5 separate regions of the Mus musculus genome follow, and all the other regions are linked to region 3. A link is a contact called in public Hi-C and HiChIP or PLAC-seq data. All regions are on one chromosome and are shown on one strand. Each heading gives the region's core, a stretch centred on a gene start, on an enhancer-like site or on the middle of the called end of the contact. The rest is flanking DNA. Distances are from core to core; before and after follow the strand shown.

Evidence for each region. A called contact is a pair of places that touch in the nucleus more often than the background predicts. HiChIP or PLAC-seq counts read pairs in DNA pulled down with a chosen protein or histone mark.
Region 1: a contact with region 3 is called in an H3K4me3 HiChIP or PLAC-seq map of embryonic limb bud, with 6 times the contacts expected there. The contact joins the enhancer-like site here to the promoter of Sall1 in region 3. A contact is called at or near these places in 6 of 39 promoter capture datasets (the 3T3-L1 cell line, cranial neural crest, frontonasal cranial neural crest and 2 more), 1 of 484 Hi-C or Micro-C datasets (uterus) and 6 of 115 datasets of contacts at active chromatin or transcription factors (VIP interneurons, craniofacial prominence, embryonic hindbrain and 3 more).
Region 2: a contact with region 3 is called in an H3K4me3 HiChIP or PLAC-seq map of embryonic limb bud, with 5 times the contacts expected there. The contact joins the enhancer-like site here to the promoter of Sall1 in region 3. A contact is called at or near these places in 7 of 39 promoter capture datasets (the 3T3-L1 cell line, the HPC-7 cell line, cranial neural crest and 3 more), 1 of 484 Hi-C or Micro-C datasets (uterus) and 10 of 115 datasets of contacts at active chromatin or transcription factors (craniofacial prominence, embryonic basal ganglia, embryonic forebrain and 7 more).
Region 4: an H3K27ac HiChIP or PLAC-seq map of extraembryonic endoderm stem cells shows a contact between it and region 3, with 5 times the contacts expected there. The contact joins the enhancer-like site here to the promoter of Sall1 in region 3. A contact is called at or near these places in 9 of 39 promoter capture datasets (the 3T3-L1 cell line, the HPC-7 cell line, cranial neural crest and 6 more), 2 of 484 Hi-C or Micro-C datasets (both in nephron progenitors) and 12 of 115 datasets of contacts at active chromatin or transcription factors (craniofacial prominence, embryonic basal ganglia, embryonic forebrain and 8 more).
Region 5: a contact with region 3 is called in a Hi-C map of nephron progenitors, with 4 times the contacts expected there. The contact joins the enhancer-like site here to the promoter of Sall1 in region 3. A contact is called at or near these places in 2 of 39 promoter capture datasets (the 3T3-L1 cell line and hippocampal neurons), 3 of 484 Hi-C or Micro-C datasets (nephron progenitors and uterus) and 11 of 115 datasets of contacts at active chromatin or transcription factors (astrocytes, differentiating embryonic stem cells, embryonic basal ganglia and 8 more).

What each region holds. Positions count from the first base shown.
Region 1 is chr8:89,681,817-89,684,516 of GRCm38.p6, forward strand. No RefSeq gene overlaps it. Among named protein-coding and RNA genes, the nearest start is that of Gm24212, 16 kb to the left of the region's middle. Within about 2 kb of position 1,310, at least 2 of the 459 cell types and tissues checked have an H3K27ac peak or open chromatin away from gene starts, as enhancers often do. A contact at or near this core is called in embryonic limb bud, where this site is marked.
Region 2 is chr8:89,755,152-89,757,851 of GRCm38.p6, forward strand. No RefSeq gene overlaps it. Among named protein-coding and RNA genes, the nearest start is that of Gm24212, 89 kb to the left of the region's middle. Within about 2 kb of position 1,415, at least 3 of the 459 cell types and tissues checked have an H3K27ac peak or open chromatin away from gene starts, as enhancers often do. A contact at or near this core is called in embryonic limb bud, where this site is marked.
Region 3 is chr8:89,041,596-89,044,446 of GRCm38.p6, forward strand. Sall1 (spalt like transcription factor 1) reads right to left here and starts at 1,267. Exons shown (of 3, transcript NM_001371070.1): 1 at 757-1,267. The coding sequence starts at 832. Gm3134 (predicted gene 3134) reads left to right here. Exons shown (of 3, transcript NR_166639.1): 1 at 1-201.
Region 4 is chr8:89,615,335-89,618,185 of GRCm38.p6, forward strand. No RefSeq gene overlaps it. Among named protein-coding and RNA genes, the nearest start is that of Gm26331, 27 kb to the left of the region's middle. Within about 2 kb of position 1,372, at least 2 of the 459 cell types and tissues checked have an H3K27ac peak or open chromatin away from gene starts, as enhancers often do. A contact at or near this core is called in extraembryonic endoderm stem cells, where this site is marked.
Region 5 is chr8:89,657,987-89,660,686 of GRCm38.p6, forward strand. No RefSeq gene overlaps it. Among named protein-coding and RNA genes, the nearest start is that of Gm24212, 8.0 kb to the right of the region's middle. Within about 2 kb of position 1,430, at least 15 of the 459 cell types and tissues checked have an H3K27ac peak or open chromatin away from gene starts, as enhancers often do. A contact at or near this core is called in nephron progenitors, where this site is marked.

The sequences.
Region 1 (2,700 bases), core at 60-2,559, 640 kb after region 3:
TTTCTGCCCATTTGCCCTTCACCAGAGCTGTCACATGCCCACCCTAGTTCATGGTGTAAACAGAAGGGATTTTAAGAAGCCCCTGAACATCCCCATGCTATGGAGCCAGGATTCCAGTACTGAGAAATAAATTAATGGAAGTGGATGTTGGGTAACTGAAATCGTTTACAATGATATTTTACTTGAGAATCCTTCCTGTTTGGGGTCTGAGAAGGGTAGACCTGACAATTGCTGTCATCACTGCATCCTTTGAACCTTTAATGGTAAAGCACTAAGTGACAAATATAGAAGAGGTGAAGACAAAAGCAAGAAAGGAAGTGGTAGAGGGTGGGAGGTAGAGGGAGGGGGAGGGAGAGCTGGGGTGGGGGTAAACAGACAAGAGGCAATGAATGGAGAAAGGAAGGAGAGAAGTGAAGAGAAGGTGAAATTAGTGAGTGGAGGAGATGGTGGTATGCGGTGCTCCAACTGCAGACCATATCTTGTCTACTATTTGATTTGCAAATAAAGTTTTTCTTATCAATACAGCCAGGCTTACTAGGTGACATAAAGTCTCTGGTTGCCTTCATAATAACACCCTTGAATAGCTATGGAAGATGCAGCCCATTCCAGATCAGAGCTGCTGATCTATCGTTGACTGATGGTATCGTAGGGGATGGATCAACTTAAGAGTAAATAACGTGGCAATGTGGATGAGTGGATGAGAAAGGACCATACACGATGGACTCTTTCCTTGTGCCTGCTTTCCCTGGGTCCCTGACTTGGCCTAGCAGTGCCTTTTCTGCCAGCCCAGCTGACTCCTGTTGGAACAGCATGAAAGCAGGTGTCCTGGATTTATCCTAAAAAGTATTTATTCATCTTGCTCTGAAGAACCTCATTCTTCCATAGGCCTTTGTCCTTTGTCTGTCCAGATGGCTCAAAAATAGATAGATAGATGGATGTATGGATGGATAGATGATAGATAGATAGATAGATAGATAGATAGATAGATAGATAGATAGATAGATAGATAGATAGATAGATAGATAGATAGACAGACAGATGATTGGTTCTCCACACTCATCATGATACTTGTAGAACACTGGCTTAACTGCCATTACAGAACTGGGCAACAGGCAGGACAGTCTGTCACCAAGAGTCCATGAGCCCACTCAGACTGCATGCTAGACCAGGAAGGGGTGTGGCCAAAGTTGCCCCTGGTGCTCTGGGCTTTTTGGTCTTGCAACAGGGCAGCCTTCTGGAGGCAGTTGGAGGTGCTAGCAGCTTACAGGGCCCTAGGGCACTTTTCTGGAGGAGGTCACTGTAGCTCAGGCTCTCAGTTTCTTGCCAGATCTGTAGGAGGCAAGCCCTAGGCAGATCTAAACTGTATGGTGACTTTGGGGCTATTTAATGACTTGGGCTCTCCTACTGGGGTTTACAGGTCTGTTGCCTGCCTGGATTGGAATGTCCCACTGGGTCTCAAACTTAGTCCTTAACTTCTTTGCTTGCCCTCAGCATTAAGCCCCAAATTTCATCTATTTCTTATTTAGATACATTGTAACTTGGGAACAAACGGCAACAAGAACCTTGGTGACAATCAGCAAACCTGTATGTCTGCCTCCCCATACTGCTCATGTCGCCAGCTCCTCAACTCCCTCCCAACCAAAGGGCAAAGGCCAGGCTGCACAAAAATGCCAAAGCAGCGTTTTATAAATAAACCTGCGTCCAAACTACTGCCATAAAACTCTGAAACCCTCTCTGATTGAGACATTTGGACTAATTACCAGGGAGCAGCCACGTCGGGCCTCTTCTAATGCTGTTTATGACCGTCCCTCCTTTCGGAGACTCCCTGGGGTTAGTTTCTGAAATAAAGATTTAATTTGAGGGTAAATCAGAACAACAAAAAATGTAGCTCATTGTAAACAATAGTATCCTCAGCCCAGCTGAGTCCATCAATATAAAAACAGAAATCCTCCTCATAGTCCGCGAACTGTAAACATGGTAAATGCTATTTATTGTGACTACATGTGTGTGGCCCAGTGCGAGGGAACCGGGGGAAGATTTTCGTGACTGAGAGACATAAACATCCACCACTGCCTCCATCATTCTTCCCATTTTAAAGTTATAAAATCCAAATATTAATTTTAATAGAAAAGTTAGGAAATCGGAGCCTGCCCTGTGTGTTGAAGCCATCAGGACAGCACATGGGTCAGAGACCAATGTGTGCATTCCCAGGAGATTAAGGGGTAAGTGGGGTCCAGACGTGGTCCATGAAATATGACATATGTCATAAACAGAGACTTAGATCCTAGGGCTCCCGTCTCAGTGCAAGCCCTGCCCAGTGTTCTGAGAATGAAAACATGATGTGCAGTGAGTCTGTTGTCCCTCCTAGAAGCCACTCTGACAATCTTTAATCTGGAACCTGAAAAAGAAGTGTTTCTCTTGCCACTACCTGAGTAACCATCATGGTTCTCTATAGGGGGCCACTGGAGGAACACACAGATTTGGGGTTATTCTAGAACCAGTCCTGACTCTAGATGTGATCAGGTTCTAGATAAGATGGTGAGCAACACATTGCTAGATCCTTGTGAGTCCTCAGCAGAGACTGGCTGCCCACATAAATCCTCTCACTTCCAGCTGCAAATGGCACCTGGTTTGGTGGACTGCAGAGTTGTGAGGGTGATCATTACCTTGGAGCAAAGAAGCTGGCACCAGGTGGATTTA
Region 2 (2,700 bases), core at 165-2,664, 710 kb after region 3:
GGCTATGGCTATGGCTATGGCTATGGCTATGGCTATGGCACAAGGATCTTCTATTTGACTTTCTGCAACTTTAGGAAGTTCTACGTGTCTGAGTTTCCTAGTCCCTAAGACATGCCATCACAAAGACAGTCTAAGGTTGCTTCTTCATTTTCAAATTCTAGTCTGCCTGAACACAAAATTTCAAGGGTAGAAAGGATGTTTAAATATATTTCCCTTCACCTCTCTATCGAATGGAATACTTTCTAGACTGTTGTTATCAAATGTCTACAAATTGTTATTTGCATGGGTGTGGGGGTGGTTGGCCAATGAAAGTGAATGATTAGAAAAAAATTAAACAGCTGTATCAGGAAATCTTGTCCTTTGGACATAATTTTCTGAGTGCCGTGATTAATATAAGAAGTTTTGTTTGTGTGATTTTCAAAATTTTGTGGCACCCAGAGTTGTTTTCCTTGGCCTTATGACCTCTATTTGACCAATGAAGAGCCAACTTTAGAATAATAGAATAGCTTTTTTTCATTCATTCATTTATTCATTCATTCATTCAGCAAACTATTGTGCACCTGCTGGGTACCTAAGTGGAAGGCTCCAGACATTCAAAGAGATCTTAAACATTGTCTATCCTGATTAAGACAATGTAGCAAAGTCTTTTTTAACACATAATGAGTCTTAGAATCAACCTGGGCTCACACCAGACCTACTGAAGCTATTCGCAAATTCTCTTACCTGGCGAAATTTATTTTACCTTTTTGTGCCTTGATTACTTTTTTTATTTAATAAAATGGGCATACTACTATCTACTGACTGGAGAGTAAGTGAGGATTATATGAGTTAATAACGTCAAGTACTTAGCACATGATCTGGGACACAAGAACTAGGCAGTAAACAACAGCTGTTATTACAAGCTTCAAGAACATTTTGAGTTGATGGCTGGGCCAAGCATGGCAAATGGCTGTTTTGTTTGATTATTTTTTGTTTCTTTCTGCAGAGGGCAGCTCTCCCACGTGCTGATGAGTTTTGTGGCAGCCAGGGGACAGAGAACAGACGCTTGCCTGGTTCTCTGTGGAGTGTGAAGCTGGGCAATTGTGCAGCCCTGCCAGCCTCCAGCTCCAGGCTTGGCAATGAACCTATGGAATATTCCAGCCTCACATTAAAAGGCTCCTTTCCTTCCTGAGTAAAAGAAAAAAAATACTATATCCTTTGGCAGCTCATATCATCTCAGTAACTCCCAAGGTGGTTTGGACATCAAACCAAGAGGTGGGTGTCTTTTGGTCCCTCCTGGAGCCAAGTTCTAGCTAAGATTTACTCAACTCAATAAGGCTCTCCCAGACCCTGCCCACAAAAAGGAGCTCAGCACAGCTGAACAAGGCCTTCAATCAGATCAGAGTTCAGGTTGGGACAAGCTGGGAAAATCATCACCAGGGAATCCCAGACTCAAGGCATCCTGTCACTAGAGTGAGGAGGACACTCAGCAGAGGGACTGCACTGGTTCCCGTGCTCCAGTGGGATCACTGTCCGTGTGCTCGCTGGCACAGAAGGTTTTGTCATTTGGACTGTAATAAAATCCACTTCCTGAACGCTGCTCACCTCTCGGTTGTGGCTGGACCACTTGGTCTCCGCAGATGCTCTTACCCTGTGCAGAGTCCAGCACACACCTGCAGCAGGAGCTGCTGGAGGCCACAGGAAATGCTCATGTGTATTAATGAAAACTGTTCTTGGCCACCTTGGAGGGCAAGGGAGTGCTCCTGCTAAGGTCGGGGTTTAACCTGGGCTGCATGCTGGAATTCTCCAAGAGCTTTTACACCCACGATGCCAGCCTTTGAGCAGAACAATTAAACTGGCGCTGTGGGGGAGGGACCCAGGCATCAGTGCAGGTTTGTAGGTTAGTCAAATGAGTCCAGTGTGTGGTCAAGTTTAAGACTTAGTTTCTAAGGAAGATGTAACCGCAAGTTGAGACTTGAAGGGCTGTCCTTCTTAACTTCCTCTCTTCTCTTTGCCCCTTCCTTCTTCCTGTCTTCCCATTCTTCTCTTTTGCTATTTACTGATGCACTAATTATACTCTCCGCTAAGCTGAGGGTCTACAGTTAGATGGTTCTTAATTACAAATTCTGTCTTTACTGCTACTAATTATGAGACCCGAGGCAAGTTACTTAGCCTCTTTTAAGTTCATCTTTCTTATTTTGTATATTGGGGGGGGTGGTGGAATACAAGCATTTACTGAGAATCTTTACAAGGATTAAGTATCACAGATGAATTGTTCAATATGTTGCTTTTGATTAGTACATGATCATTAAATGTAGCACTATTTTTCTTCTAATTGTTATGGTAATTATTTGCCAGGATCTACATTAGATTTAGGAACTAGAAGCCATTCATTGTATAGGTAAAGTATGATTTCTCATAACCAATGGTTTGGTTTGGTTTTGTTTTGCTTTGTTTTGTTTTGTTTTGTTTTATTCCCTAAATTGTGAGGCAAAGCAGGACGGACAGCGATCTCACTTGCAACTGATAGCTTTTGGGTCTTGAGCATTCCCAGTGCCTGGCTCAGTTGAGGAACGCCATGAACACACGGGGGACTTGATACAGAAGTGCAGCAGGGGATAGGATTCCAGGACAGTCTCCAACCTGAGACTGTGTGATGTAATGACACTGGCATATTGCAGTTGGGGACTCCGAGGTGCAACTTAAGTAAGTATTTCATTC
Region 3 (2,851 bases), core at 17-2,516:
ACACATCCAAGCCCGACTTTGACGGGTTATGGGTGCAAGTGTGGAAAGAAACGACAGGAGAACAAACTTGGGAAGCCGGACCAAGCGACACTTCCCTGTCCCTAAGTCAGTCTCCAGAGCGACCGGCAGCACTCGGCCGCGACCCCAGGATGTCGCTCCTCCACCCCAACCCCCAGTTCTCACGGCTCGGAACCCCCAAAGGTACCATGTTTCGCCCGCTAGCCAAGTGGGAACGAGAGTTTGGGGGGGGGGTGGGTACGGAGAGCTCCCCACGCGCTCGGCGTTCAGCCACCCGGACGAAGTAAACTTCTTTAACGTTGGCCGCAGGGCTGGGCGGTGAGGCCCAGGCGACAGAGGCCCAGCCCGGGGACCCGGGTGGCGCGCGGGGAGCGGGAGAGAGCTCGCGTGGGCAGCTCCAGATGGCCTCTGCCCGAGAGATCGCCCCTCGGGGCGGCAGGGTCGTGGCCGCGGCTTCTCCGACCCTCTGGGCGGAGGAGCGAGCCGGCCAGTCGACCCTACTCCGCCCAGTCGAGGACACGGAACTCCGGAAAGCTCCAGCCGGGATAGGCTGGCTCTCCCGGGACAGGGGAAGCCTGGCCCGGCAAATTGAAATCGAGGAAGCATGAAATAAAATCAGACGCGCCGAGTGCAGAAGGCGAAAGCGGCGGTGGGCGCGGGGCCCGCCGCGTGTGCGTGGGTCCGAGTGTGCGTGTGAGTGCGTGTCTGTGTGTCCGCGGCGCCGGCCGGAGCACTCACCATCTCGCCGGGGGAGCGAGGCCACTTCGGGGTCGGATTGGAAATGTTGAGGCTTCGCTTGCTTCCTCCGCGACATGCTGGCTCAAACATCAGCTGGGGCAGAATAAAAAATTACTAAAAAAAAATCTTCTCAAAATTACGGAAATCGAGCGGCGGCGGCGGCGGCTCCCCCCGCCCGCCGGCCCGCCCGCCCCCTCCCCGGCTCCCCGGCCCCGGGCACAGCGCGCATGTGTCCTGCTATAATTATGATTATCAATAATGCATTGCGATTAATCATAGAGGGGCTCTTTGAAAGGCGATTGGCACCGGGCCAGCGCTATTCAAACCCGCTCGCCTTAATCAATTAGTTCGTGATTTGCTGCAGACCCCTGTCTCTCCGCGCGCTGGCCCAATAAGCCGGCCGCGGGGCTGGCTCTGCGCGCCGCGCCGCCCGACTCTTGGTTAACCCTCTTGGCGACCGCCGGGGACTCCGCGGCCCGGCCGCCGGGGGCCTGCCTCCTCGCCACTGCGCGCCCAGCGCCCCGGCCGGCGCCCCCCGCTCGTTCCCCTCCCCCCTCCCCCGCCCTCCATCCCGGGCTGGGCCGACCCGAATTAGCATGCTCGCCCGGGAGCCTAGCGGAGCAGGGCCGCGTGGGGGTGGGGCTGGCGGCGGGGGCTGGGGACCCAGGCTGCGGGCGAGCGGCGAACTTCCTAACTCCCGCGCTGCGTACTGGCCCGCGAGGGGGAGGGAGTCCCGTGGCGGGACGGGGTAGGAGAGGGCGCCCCATTTCGTGAGTGTTCCTTCATTTTCTTTAAGAGCTACCAGAAAGCAGCCCACCCCCACTCTCATAAAAAAAAAAAAGCGAGTGGGGAAGAGCCAGCCCCACGCCAGTCCGCCTCCCGCTCGCTGCCGGGCCTCCCTCCCGCCTGCCCGCCGCCTGGCTCGGAGATCCTTCGCCCAGAGTTCTCCACTCTCAGGATCCCGGGCTCGCGGGGGTGCGGAGAAGAGGACCCAGGAAAGGTTTGGGGACGTGATGGGTTTGGGGCTTGGGGGGAGGGGCAGTTTTCTCGCCACCCCATCCTCTCCCTGCCTGGGAGCGGCGACCCTCCAGCCTCTTGCTGGCTCCTTAGCTCCCTTTCTCTACCTTGGACATTCCCGGGACAATTAGGGCTGAAGTTTTCGGGAGAAGCGCCCCGAGCCCGTGGGATAAGGGGGCGGCTCGGCTCCGCCCAGGACCCCCTCCCGAACCTCCCCCCGGCCGCCCCGGTTGGCTGCAGGGCGCGTCACTCCGCGGGGAGGCGGCGGCCACCGTGGCGCCGCCAAGCTCCGGGCGGGTGGAGAGCAAGGACCTGCCTGAGCTCCGAGTTCAGCTTCTGCGGGAGGGAGGGGAGGGGCGCAGCTAATTCTGTGCTAAGCAGCGCTCCCCTGGCCTGGGTGGTGCTGCTGGAGCCAGACCCTAGGCACCGCCTCTACCCTGGACCCTAGTGCTCCGTGTCCTAGGGGTGGAGGCCGCCACCTCGTCGCAGACGAGGTGGCTACCCGGAGTGAGTGAGCATGGAGGGGGGGTCCTGTTCGTTGCCCTGCTAGCTACGCCGTGACTCGCCTTCACTTTTCCGACACTTGCTACGTGCGGCGCCCAAACTTTTCTCTCCATCTCTCTCTGTTTCTCTCCCAGAGCTGGGAGCCAGCCTCTCTTACCCGCTCACGGGACCCAGGGATCCGGGCCCTGTACTCCCTCTTCCGGGTTTGGGCGCCTGCGAACCTGAGGCTTGGTCCTCGGCTTAGTTTAGACCTCCTCCTGCCTCGGGGTTTCCGCTCGCCGAGGTTCCCGAAGTCCTGCACCCGAAGGACTAAACTAACTAAACTTCGGCTGAGTAATGGGGGTGGAGGCGGGGGAGGGGTGCAGATACACAATCCTTGCCCTATCTCGCGATCAGGAGAGGAGAGGGCTCATAAGGACGCCCCAATTCTGGAGCGCCTTTGAGTCTGGATCGTGACACAGTCGGCTCGCGCGAAGTGGGCACTAGCCTTCACAGCAGAGCCTTGGAACTCAGGACCCATGTCGCACTCTCTTAAATGGCTTTTAGCCCCTTTCCACGGTTCTTTTTCCCCTAA
Region 4 (2,851 bases), core at 122-2,621, 570 kb after region 3:
ATGTTCTTCTTGACTTCTGGGCCTGCACATGAAATCCACATGGAATGGCTTGTGTCAAAGGAAAAGCATACTGAATCTCCAGTTTGTGCCTGCGCATGGGTACTTACTACAAGAGCTCCTCCATGCGCATGAATGTCTCAATGAGGAGAAAGAAAAGGACAGAACTTCAGTCTATGCTGGTTTCTAAGCCCCTAAAAGGTTCAGCTTGATGGAGAGTCATTATTCATTAAGCCTCCCAGACTTCTCCCAGCAAATCACTAGACCACATCACCTCTTTCTACAGCCAACTCTTACAATTAGGAGACCGCAGTTACTTAGATTTTCCCTTTAATACAAATGGTGGGAAAAGCTCTACAGTGAACCCAGAGAAACAAGTAGAGTGAATAAAAGCCAATGAAGCAGGAACATAAGAAGTTTCAGGACACATTTTATTTTCCCCTCTTTAGGGAAAATGTGTAAATATCTGAAAAGGTTAGGAGACAGAGCCCCCCCTCCCTGACACCCCTGTTGACACCGAAGACAGAAAGGGGCAACAATACATCATAATTCTGAAAGTATAAGCAGAGGGGCTTTGTTTGCAGCCAGATTCAGGGGTTCTCACCTGTGTCTCAAAAGAACGAGATATTGATCTGACTATGGAGCCGCAACAGCGGAACAATGCTCCCCTCACTGCCCTGCAGGGTTGCCCAGTATTATTTATTGAAGTAAGTTGGATAGTGGAGGGAAGGCTCTGCCCCAGTAATAAGTGGTAATTGCCGGGAAGTGAGGCATTGCCGTTCTCATTGACCCCTGCATCCTGGTATTTTGATGGATTCTATGTAACTCCATTAGGATTGGCATTGTAATATTACACCAGCTGAGCTGTAGAACAACAGACCTCCGTCTGGATCATTGATTTTTGATTATACAGCTCCTCAGCATACCCCACAAGCAATTCCCATCGCTGGAGCTAGGATATCAGAGATGATGGGGGGAACAGATGGAGACTCCCTACCATCAGTTAGTTCCACGGGGCCAGAGAACTGCTCCCACTAGAAGCCTGAACCAGGGAACAGTCACAACACCATGGCTGTGGTTACATATTATTAGTCACCCTCCTCCTACCCTACAGGCTCATGTATTAGGAGCTACATCCTAAAGATGGCAGTATTTAAAGGTGGTGTGGAACCCTTAGGAGATAATGATAGGAACAGATCTTAGGTTCTTTGAGGGGAAGTGGAGATATTGCTTCAAATAGCATTAAGGTATTACTCACTGGAGTCTCTGCTGATGTTACGTAAGCCTAAGCTGCTCCCGCAGGCTCTCCTCTGCCCCTAGGTCTATGGGATTGCTTGCTCCCATGTGTGTTTCCATCATTCCAACCCACAGTGAAGAATGCAGCTGCACAATGGCTCATCCTATCTGTATGGAGGAGGCCCAGCTCAGACCACACTGTGCTGATTTCACCTCCAGCCTCCAAAACTATGACAAGGCATCTCTTTCTCTACTAAATCAGTCTGCCTCAGGAATTTGTGATAACAACAAAAAGAGTCTAATGTCCTTGTTGGTGGCCGAGGACTGGAAACTCTCCAAAGTTATATCCACAATGAATGTGGTAGAATTTGGGGTCGATTTGGGAAACTTCATGGGGCTAAGGAAGGTGTGGACTGATCTTGGCTGATCAACAGCCTACCTCTGGAGGATATTAGTTAGGTCATTAAACATCTCTACAGTGACTTTACCTGTATTTTTTGAAACTCTTAAGCAGTGGTCATGCCTCCACAGCTGTGCGCTCACCCACCTCTTCCTTTCCTTTTTCAAATAATGCAGCTACATAATCCACAGGTTAACATGCCTCCTGACTTCCCTTACCTGAGAGAAGGAATACCCAGGTGAATCTTTGAAGCCTGCCCCTCTGCAGACTCCTAGGTCAGCCTCTCACTTTTTTTTAAAATCTAGTGTTGGGAATTGAACCTACAACCTGATGCTTGCTAAGCAAGCATTCTATCGCAGAGTTCATTTATATGTATTCGGGTGTTTTGCCTGCCTGCATGTCTGTGCACCATGTGCACGCAGTGCCCTCGGAGGGCAATGGTGGGCATCAGAACCCCTGGGACTGGAGTTCCAGGTGGTGTGAGCCACCACGTGGGTACTGGAAGGTGAATCCAGGTCCTATGGAAGAGTTCCAGTGTTCTTAAGCACTGAGCTATTTCTCCAAGCCCTAGATAAGACTTTGCCTGTGTGTCTGCACATGCATCAGATACAACTGTAAGAAGAAACACAAAGGAAATAAAGAATGTAATTGATGTGATAAACCTGCCTGGAATGTGCTTCAGAACAAGGGAAATGGACTTCCTTATCATGAGTGACTTTTGGCAACCTCCCCCCGGCAGGGACAGTCTGTGAGTGCCATCAGTACCTCTTTAACTCTTAGGTAATGGCAGTTGCTTGCTCTGAGATGAAGTCAAAGCCTCATGTTCCACAGGGTGAGTGGCTGATTGCTTAGGAATCTGTGTTGTCTTCAGCAGTTCTTAGGATGAAGGATTGCTGTTTGTTTGCTCAGAACTATTAGTTAGCATGGGCACAGAGGAAACTCCAGGATAAAAGTTTTGCTTGGACAAAGAACCCCAGACTCAGGCATTTTGGTACCAAGCATCAGATCTTGGCAAACTCAGAACTCCTCAAAGAATAACACAATATAACTCAGGGAAGTGGGGGTGAATCCTCTTTTTTTTAAATTAATTAATTAACTAGTTAATTAATTACTCTTACATCTTAACCACAGTTTCCCCTTCCTCCTCTCCTCTCAGTCCTGTCCCCTTTAGCAACCATCCCCCAGCAGAGACACTCTGTGAGTGCCATATATACTTCT
Region 5 (2,700 bases), core at 180-2,679, 620 kb after region 3:
GTGGGGTGGCTGAGGAGTACAGTCTCCAGTGTTTGTACAGGACATGGAAAACATACGGAGATGGAAAATAATTTTAACAGATGTGATGGGCTGCTTTGAGTTCTAACGTGCTTCTGCTCACCTGCCCTTCCTGGAAGAAGAGGGATGCTGAAGGTGGATCCTGCGAGGGGAGTGGAAAAGCACCGCTGTAAGGTGTGGAGAGATGAAGCTGCACACCAGGCAGGAGAGGACGGGGACTTGGACAGTGGGAATCACGGGTGACTTACAGAAGTCAGTGGCTCTGCGTCACCTTTCCTGGCTGTTGACTAAATGGTATTTGCTGACACTCGATGCTATCAGTCTGCTCTGAAAGCCAGGGGTACCCTCCAGTCTTCTTCGGTTTTGATGCACGAACCACTGCGATCTTCCTCAAGGTGAATTTCAGAACATGAGGTAGTGAGAAAGTCCCCAAAGGAAACCTGACACTGGCAGAAGTCCTTGACCAGGTCATGGGGGAAGTCACTCATCTTTACAGGTCACCTAATTTGAGAAAGAACCAAAAGAAAGTGCCCTTGTGCATGGGTACCTGCAATGTGCAAAGCAGCCATTGCCAAGAGCTCCGGCAGTGTGGGAGGTCTGTTGTCTACAAGGCTCTTCACCTCCTCTCTAGATTCTTAATTTAAATTCACTTTATTTTATGTGTACAGATACTTTGCTTGTGAGTATGTTTGTGCACCACCTATATGCCTGGTTCTTTCAGAAGCCAGAAGAGGGCATCAAATTCCCTAGAATCGGAGTGACAGGTATGAGCTGCCATGTGCCGGAACCCAGACTCAGGTCCTCTGGAAAAGCAGTCCACACTCTTAAACAATGAACAATCTCTCTAGCTCCTCTCTAGGCTCTTTAAACTCCTCTAGGATGCTGGATTGCATCTAGATATTCTAAGTCCTCTCTAGCAAGTCCCCCCTGGGCTCCTGGAAACTGCAACCCATTGGTAGTTCAGAGAATAAGACTTATCTGGAATACAGGCACACAGTTTGCAAGGCCTGCTTCTTAAGTCTAGGATGCACTACGCACATTATAGCTCTGAGAAAGAAGCAGACACAGTGCAGTTCTCCTACCAAGAAAGGATTCCCAGCTTTGATCCTAGGTCCCTCACTAGGGTCTATTTAGAGTCAGCTGTCCTTTGAACCAGGCAATTGCTTTGGAGTGGTCCTCGAATGCTCTTTGTCTGTCTCTCTCTGATGCCAAACGTTAACTGCTGGCGACAACAGGACCACCTGCAATGTGTTAGTCATTAAAAAGGTCACGTCACTAAACATTTTAAACCTCGAATAGCATCAGATTAAATGAGGTGTAAAAAAAGTCATTTCCTCTCCGTGATAAACTCAGACACCTGCAGTAGGGCTCAAGTTTACCAGAGACATAAAGGGTCTCTCCCACTCACAGACCATTTGGAGTTTTTTTTTTTTTTTAAGGGAGCATTTTGTCAGCTATCTGTCTTCATTGGTTAAAGGAGCCCTGGGCTTAAGGAATGTGGGCACAGCTACTAGCGATGTTCTGATGATGTAGATGGGATTATAGCTGTTGTTTCTGTTTGTTTCACTGAGCAGTCAGTAAGATGTTGGGAGGAATCTAAGAATTTCCTTTCCTGCGTTTTCTCTCATTTTAATCCTGTATAGCATTTAGCATGGCGTCACCCCCCTGGATTGCTTTCTGCATGCATCCTGCACAGAAGGGAGACCCAGGGAGGCTGAGATTGGTTGGATCAGCTATGGGATGGGTACCAGGCTAGGTGTCAGTTTACAGCTCTCAAATCTTCCCAACATTCTGCTCTGGTAACCTCAGAAAGCAAAGCAGTCTGACGGGCTCTGTATCCCTGCTGAGAACCTCAGGCTCTGAGACACAGAGCCATAGAGTCTGTAAGTCACCAGTGATTCCCACTGTCCAAGTCCCCGCCGTCTCCTGCCTGGTCGGTCGGCAGGTCGCTTCGTCTCTCCACACCTTACAGTGGTGCTTTTCCACTCCCCGCAGGATCCACCTCTCACATGGAAGTCAGAGTGGGATTTTCAAGACTTTAACTTGGATTCCATCACTTCCTGCGTAGAAACAACGTGGTCTCACTGTAGTTAATAAAAGCCACACTCCCTATTTGATCTTGCTCTTCCCCTCCTTCTTAGCCCCCTTCCTTCCCTTCCTTCCAGCCAGGATTTCCGCTTCTGTTATCTCTTGGCCCGACAAACTTGCTCCCTGCTTCACAAGCTCTCCTCGAAGGTGGGTGACTAGTTACTCATTAAGGAGTCAACTAAACCATCAATCACTGCAGCAGTAGCTTGCCTCTTCTGTACGCTCTGTGGTGGGCATCTGTGTCTCTCTTTTCTGTCATTTTCCAGCTATAGTCTTTGAAATTTTGAACTTGCTCTATCAGTAGGATGCCTTGCTCACTGACTGTTCTTTCCTGGGTTAAGCATCTCTTTGGGGGGAAACTTTGTCTTTATTTCTGCTGTACCAACTGTATCCTCTCGGTGCCTTGCCTAAAGTTGGCACCTACTGAATGAAAGAATAAACGAGCTGGTGTGTTACAGAATTGAGTTCAGCCCCAATGACTTCGTGATGGGGACATTTTTCAAAGCCTAACAACTACTACTGTTAAGTTAGGTTCCTATGCCAGGCACAAAGCCAGGATCATACCTGCTTTATAAGACATCTCTCTAATTTTAA